Linked DNA regions of Mus musculus: region 1 is linked to region 2. A link is a contact called in public Hi-C data. All regions are on one chromosome and are shown on one strand. Each heading gives the region's core, a stretch centred on a gene start, on an enhancer-like site or on the middle of the called end of the contact. The rest is flanking DNA. Distances are from core to core; before and after follow the strand shown. Region 1 has its middle 6.4 kb from the start of Gm24240. Region 2 holds the start of Morn2 (MORN repeat containing 2).

Region 1 (2,700 bases), core at 55-2,554, 3.0 Mb before region 2:
ACATTATCGATTTAAGTGGCTGGCGCTTGGCCATGGATGCAAGCTGGGATGGAAGCTAAGAAGTCTAAACTGAGGGCGGGCAGGGGAAACGCCAGACTGCAGCTCCTTTGTGCAAAGGGCTTGGTGGTTAGGCCTGGTGAAACCGGGGCTTTCCAGCTCCCGTGTCCCAGCAGCCGCGGCTGTGGGCGTGGTGAGGCAGGTGTGGGTGGCCAAGGATCTGTCTCAGTTTCCTCCCCGCCCTGGTGGCAGCTACTCAGAAGAGTTAAAGGCAAAACTGGCAAGAATTTTTCTTTGTAGTAGGAAAAGAGGGTCCCAGAGAGTTCACGGTGACAATCCTCTTTTCAGACACACAACTACCGGACTCCACGTTTGCAGACCTGTTATCGGCCGTGCGCACCTTCAATTTCCCCTAACCACCAACTACCTCCCTGGTTGCTCTCAGACAGCAATGACATCATTTGAACATATATAAATAACTGACCTCTCTGCCTTCCAAGCAGTGATTGTGGTTCGGAGCACAATGGTTAAAAGCAAGGAGGACTCCATTATCAGACTTTTTAAAGCTACAAAACAAACAAACAATCAACCCCCCACCCCTAAAACAAAACAACGAGAGCACAGGCTGGGCATAGTGGCTCACAGCTTGTCATTCCAGCACTAGGGGAACTGAAGCAGGAGGGTTGCCTACGAGTTCGAGGCCAACATGGGAAACTTTGGCAAACCGTGATAGATAGATAGATAGATAGATAGATAGATAGATAGATAGATAGATGATGCAAAGTGAGAACCCAGTCTAGACCAGGCCCAGCAGGAGTTAGCCACCTACAGGTCTCCGAGTAAAGCCCGCTCTGACTATTTCACTGACAAGCCGGGCTGGAAAGAGGCCAGCACAGGATCTTATGACTGGAAAGCAAAATAAAGAACAGCAGCAACGACCTAGAGAAACGAAAATACACTTGACACTCTGTCTCTGTCTTTCTTTTTCACATTTAACCTTGTCGCAACACAGATGAGTAGGCCGGGGTCACCGTTGCACAACAGTTTGGGAACTAGGTTAAGGAACTTGTAGTTTCAGACCCAGACGCATGACACTCGCGTGGGCGCTAATGTCCGCCCGGCTTTTCCACGCGGGCCGGGGACAGGTTCTGGCTGGCACAGCGGTACAGGTCTCAGGCTGCTGGAAAGGCCGGTTTCGTGGCCTGGGACGAGGGGGCGGCTGGCCGGGATCCGGAGCTGCACGGCGCGGCCAGGGCAGCTGGCAGTCAGCTGGTGCCGGGGCCGCGCTCGCTCACTCGGAGGGAGGCGAGCCGGCCGCATACCGCGGGGCGCAGAGGAAATAGCTGGGATTCCTCCCGCGGCGCCGCGCTCCCGTTCCCGCGGGGAGGATCGGGGGCGCGCGCCAGCGGTCCGCAGGCTCGTCCCCCGCACTGCCCGGGGAATCCTCCCCGAACCCCACCTTCAGCTCCCTAGCCACTCCCCGCCAGCGTGTGGGTGCTCAGAGGCACCGCGTGTTCTGGTCTTGCAGACTCTCCAGGCCAGCCAGGCCTCCTGCTTGTTGGTCTCTGACTGAGGACATGCGACAGCGCCCCTGGGAAGGCCAGCTAGCTGCACAATGGTCCCCACCCCTGCAGAGGATGTACCAGACCGGATGTGCTCTCTGTGACCCACCCCACTGATCTCGGAGCCTGCTCCAGGCAGTGGGCCCCTAGAGGTGCCAGCTTTAGCCTTTGGAAAGCTGTTGCCAGTGATGTGAACATTTCTGTCTAGGCTTCGAAACCGTCCTTGAGATAGGGATTTCCCACTTGGGGTGGCAGGAATGAGGCTAGCCCCTCAGGAACTGCTTGCTGCCAGGTGGTAAGGACGGGGTGATGGAGAAAGGAGGACCCTTACTCTAGTAAGGGCCTAGAGTGGGACCCTCTCTGACTGTATAGGCACAAGAAGGAAATGGAGACCCTTCTTTTTGGTTTTTTGTTTGTTTTGTTTTTTGAGACACGGTTTCTCTGTATAGCCCTCGCTGTCCTGGAACTAACTTTGTACACCAGGCTGGCCTTGAACTCAGAAATCCGCCTGCCTCTGCCTCCGGAGTGCTGAGATTAAAGGCGTGCGCCACCACGCCCGGCTGAAGAGTCAGGTGAGAAGGCTCCTCTCTTCTGAACAGAACCAACAGTTTGATCAGGTTAGGGATTAGGAGGTGGGAAGACAGAGGGCGGATCCTAAGTGGGGCCCACGTAACCTTTCCTAGGAGTTTGGCCCCTATTGCTTGGAACAGGGGTGGACGGATCTAGACTGTCTCTCTACTTTCCCTTGAGACGATTGCTTTGATTGATAATACATTTGGCCTGTTGAGATGGCCCACCCGGTAAAGGTGCTTGAGGCCAGGCCTGACGATCTGAGTTCAAACCCCAGGACCCACACGATGAAAATGGAGATCACACACAAAATGTTCAGCCAGGTCAATAGTCTTCTATTGTCTGTGGATTCTCCCCTGGGTCTTGCACTTTGTCCGTTTCCATGGCCTATATACGATCGGACTTTCACACTGGATTGTGAACAAAGGCTTTTCTCACACTGGATTGTGAACAAAAGCTTTTCCGTGTATCTTCCTAGTTAGATGTTAGCTTCACCACGCCAGGGCCCTGGTGAATCTCATATACCTTTGGGGACCTACCGTCTAGTAGTGTTTACCTTCCAGTATAAAGA
Region 2 (2,700 bases), core at 86-2,585:
CCCCTTTTTGGTTTTCAGGGTTTTTTTTTTTTTGGTTTTGTTTGTTTGTTTGTTGTTTCGTGAGAGTGTAATACTTTGAACACTACTGAAAGGAATTCCTATCTAAAAGAGTGCACTTCTTTTACAGAGCTATGTCACACCAGCATTTGGCCCTCTGCTGAAAAAAGTAAAAAGAAGTCTCAAATGCCTTTTTCGCCCTCTAGTGTTACAAATGTGGGGGCAGCACTGTATCATGTGAGTGTAAAATATCTCCTACCTGCTGCATGATATGAATTGGTAGCTTTATCAAAGATGGTTCCAATATTACTCAGGATGTCTTCTTTACAGATGATTTAAAAGCTAATTATATGTCTATAATATACATACATATATATAATATACATATAATTATATATGTACAATACACACACATGTATGTATATGTGTATACTTATATACATATATATATTGTGCTGGTACCCTAATGGTCACAGACCTGTGCTGTTTCTAGTTGTTTGGTGGTGTTTTTCTGTTTGTTTGTTTTTAAGGCGAGGCTAGACGTCTACAATTTTGTTCAGATGACTACAGGACCTGAAAAAGCTGTTGTTATTACTGATGCATAACATACTATTATTGCTCTTTATACATATACATAGATATATATACATATATAAAAATATATACACATATATAAATATATACACATATAAACATATACCTATATTTAAAATAATATTAATATATTATATGTTAATATATATTATATAATATATTAAATATGTATATATATTAAACACACGTTTAATTTTTGAAAACTGTACTTGTGTTTTCAACCATGTTGAGTTGTCATTGTACCAAAATCAGCAGCCATATTAGTCTAGAAACATCAAGCTAATTTCTTTTCCATTTGTACAGGCTTACTTCACTGTATTACATAGGTAAAACCTTATCTGTGTGAGTTCGATTACAGAAACTAATATTCTCTAAATAAGGGGGTGACGTTTCCACATTCAAATTTCTGGATTATGTGAGTTAGCAGGAACCTCTGCCATTGATCTGGCACCGTAAAGGAAACAAATCCGGAGTGATAGGCACAGCGAACCCACAGACTCGGGGGCCCACGCTGTATCTCCGGATCCCCCGACGCCGGGCTGTCGGTGCCCCTCCACCCCAGAGTGGATGCTGCGGCTGGCTCCGGGTCCATCAGCTCCCGAGAGGAAGCGCACTCACTTGATGGAGACGTGAAGGACAGGCTTTCGCGACTCTGCGATTCCCCTAGGCTCGCCAGCTCGGCAGGCTGGAGGGAGCTGGGCTCTAGGACAGAGCGGGCCTCGGTTGCTGGGGCGACCGGGCGACCTCTCACCCGGAAGCAAAAGTGCAAGAAGCCAATCAGAAGACACCTGGGCGGGGCGGCTGCTGCGGGTGAGGTCCAAGAGGGAAGCTGAACCCAGCCCGGACCCCGACCCTGGGTGCCGCCTCCTGAGCTCCGCAGCCAGCAACGCTACGAGCCAGGTACGGCCTGACGTGGCATGTGCGGGGCCGCGCGGGTTCGGGGTTGCCAGGCCCGCCTGCCGCCTCCCCTCTCTAGTGATCACATCCGAGGACCATGCAGCCCCTATGGTCCTGCCTGTCAGCCCAGGGGCAGTGAACCTGGACCTGCAGAATCCTGGGGAACCCCGGGATCTGCAGTCGAGGTCGTCCACACCCACGGCTCCGAGCAAGGTTGAAAAGGAGGGGCGCCAGCCCCATTTCCTGTCTGTGGCTCGGTGGCGACCCGAGGGGCTGTTTGGGGAAAGGGTTGGAGAAGATGGATGTTGAAGAAAGGAACCTTGCATGACTAGGTATCTGAATGGAGCTGGGGGAATGTATAGTGGTCAGAGGTTTGCCTGGGAGGCAAGCGGTGTGGGTTCAGTTTTCATCACCTCAGCTTGACGATGCTGTACGTGGGAGCCAAACTTGGGTGTGAAACAAAGGATCCTTTTAGAGCCAAACTTGGATCCAGTGTCTATGGTAAAGAAAGATGAAATCTTAGCAGGCTACATAGATAGTGGGATTCCTCCCTGCGGACTAGATAACCTAATTTGTATTCTACAGAAAACGTCTGGGGAATGTGATATCGGATGCCGCTATAATCGGTAAATCTTGGTTCAGATTTTTGCGTGAAAATTACAGCTCAAGTTGAAAATGTAACCTTTTCTGGGTTGGTGTGAGGCAACTTGTTTTAAGTCAGTACAGAATCTTCTTGCCTTTTTTTTTTCCTCAGCCATTTCTCAATGTATGAATTGACCCCAGCTGGGTGGTTTGGGTGGTAAGATGTTTGATGTTTTCCTTTCTTCCTACGTAAAAAAAACAAAAAGACAAAAACCCGATATGCAGCTGGGCGTGGTAGTGCACGCCTTTGGAAACAGAGGCAGATGGATCTCTGTAAGTTTGAAGCCAACCTGGTCTACAAAGCGAGTTCCAGGGCAGCCAGTGCTATTTACACAGAGAAACCCTGTCTGGAAAGACATAAAGGTGGGGGGAGGGGGGTGGGAGAATGCGATTATTGAAAATTCAGTTTGTGCCATTCCTTCAGTCACATGTTAATCATTTCATGTCATTATGGTTTTGTGAGTGTATGTATATACTGCTGTCCTTTGGAGAGCTCGTGGTTGGGGCTCAGGATGTCTTGCCTAGTGGGGATCTAGGGTTAGAGAGTAGTTAAAATAATTGAGGGGTGTT

Evidence for each region. A called contact is a pair of places that touch in the nucleus more often than the background predicts.
Region 1: a contact with region 2 is called in a Hi-C map of B cells, with 5 read pairs. The contact joins the enhancer-like site here to the promoter of Morn2 in region 2. A contact is called at or near these places in 2 of 39 promoter capture datasets (maxillary cranial neural crest and second pharyngeal arch cranial neural crest), 1 of 484 Hi-C or Micro-C datasets (B cells) and 1 of 115 datasets of contacts at active chromatin or transcription factors (large pre-B cells).

Annotation. Positions count from the first base shown.
Region 1 is chr17:83,275,000-83,277,699 of GRCm38.p6, reverse strand. No RefSeq gene overlaps it. Among named protein-coding and RNA genes, the nearest start is that of Gm24240, 6.4 kb to the right of the region's middle. Within about 2 kb of position 1,304, at least 392 of the 459 cell types and tissues checked have an H3K27ac peak or open chromatin away from gene starts, as enhancers often do. A contact at or near this core is called in B cells, where this site is marked.
Region 2 is chr17:80,288,847-80,291,546 of GRCm38.p6, reverse strand. It overlaps Morn2 (MORN repeat containing 2), which reads right to left and starts at 1,335. Exons shown (of 5, transcript NM_194269.2): 1 at 1,210-1,335. Dhx57 (DEAH (Asp-Glu-Ala-Asp/His) box polypeptide 57) reads left to right here and starts at 1,071. Exons shown (of 24, transcript NM_001163759.1): 1 at 1,071-1,491.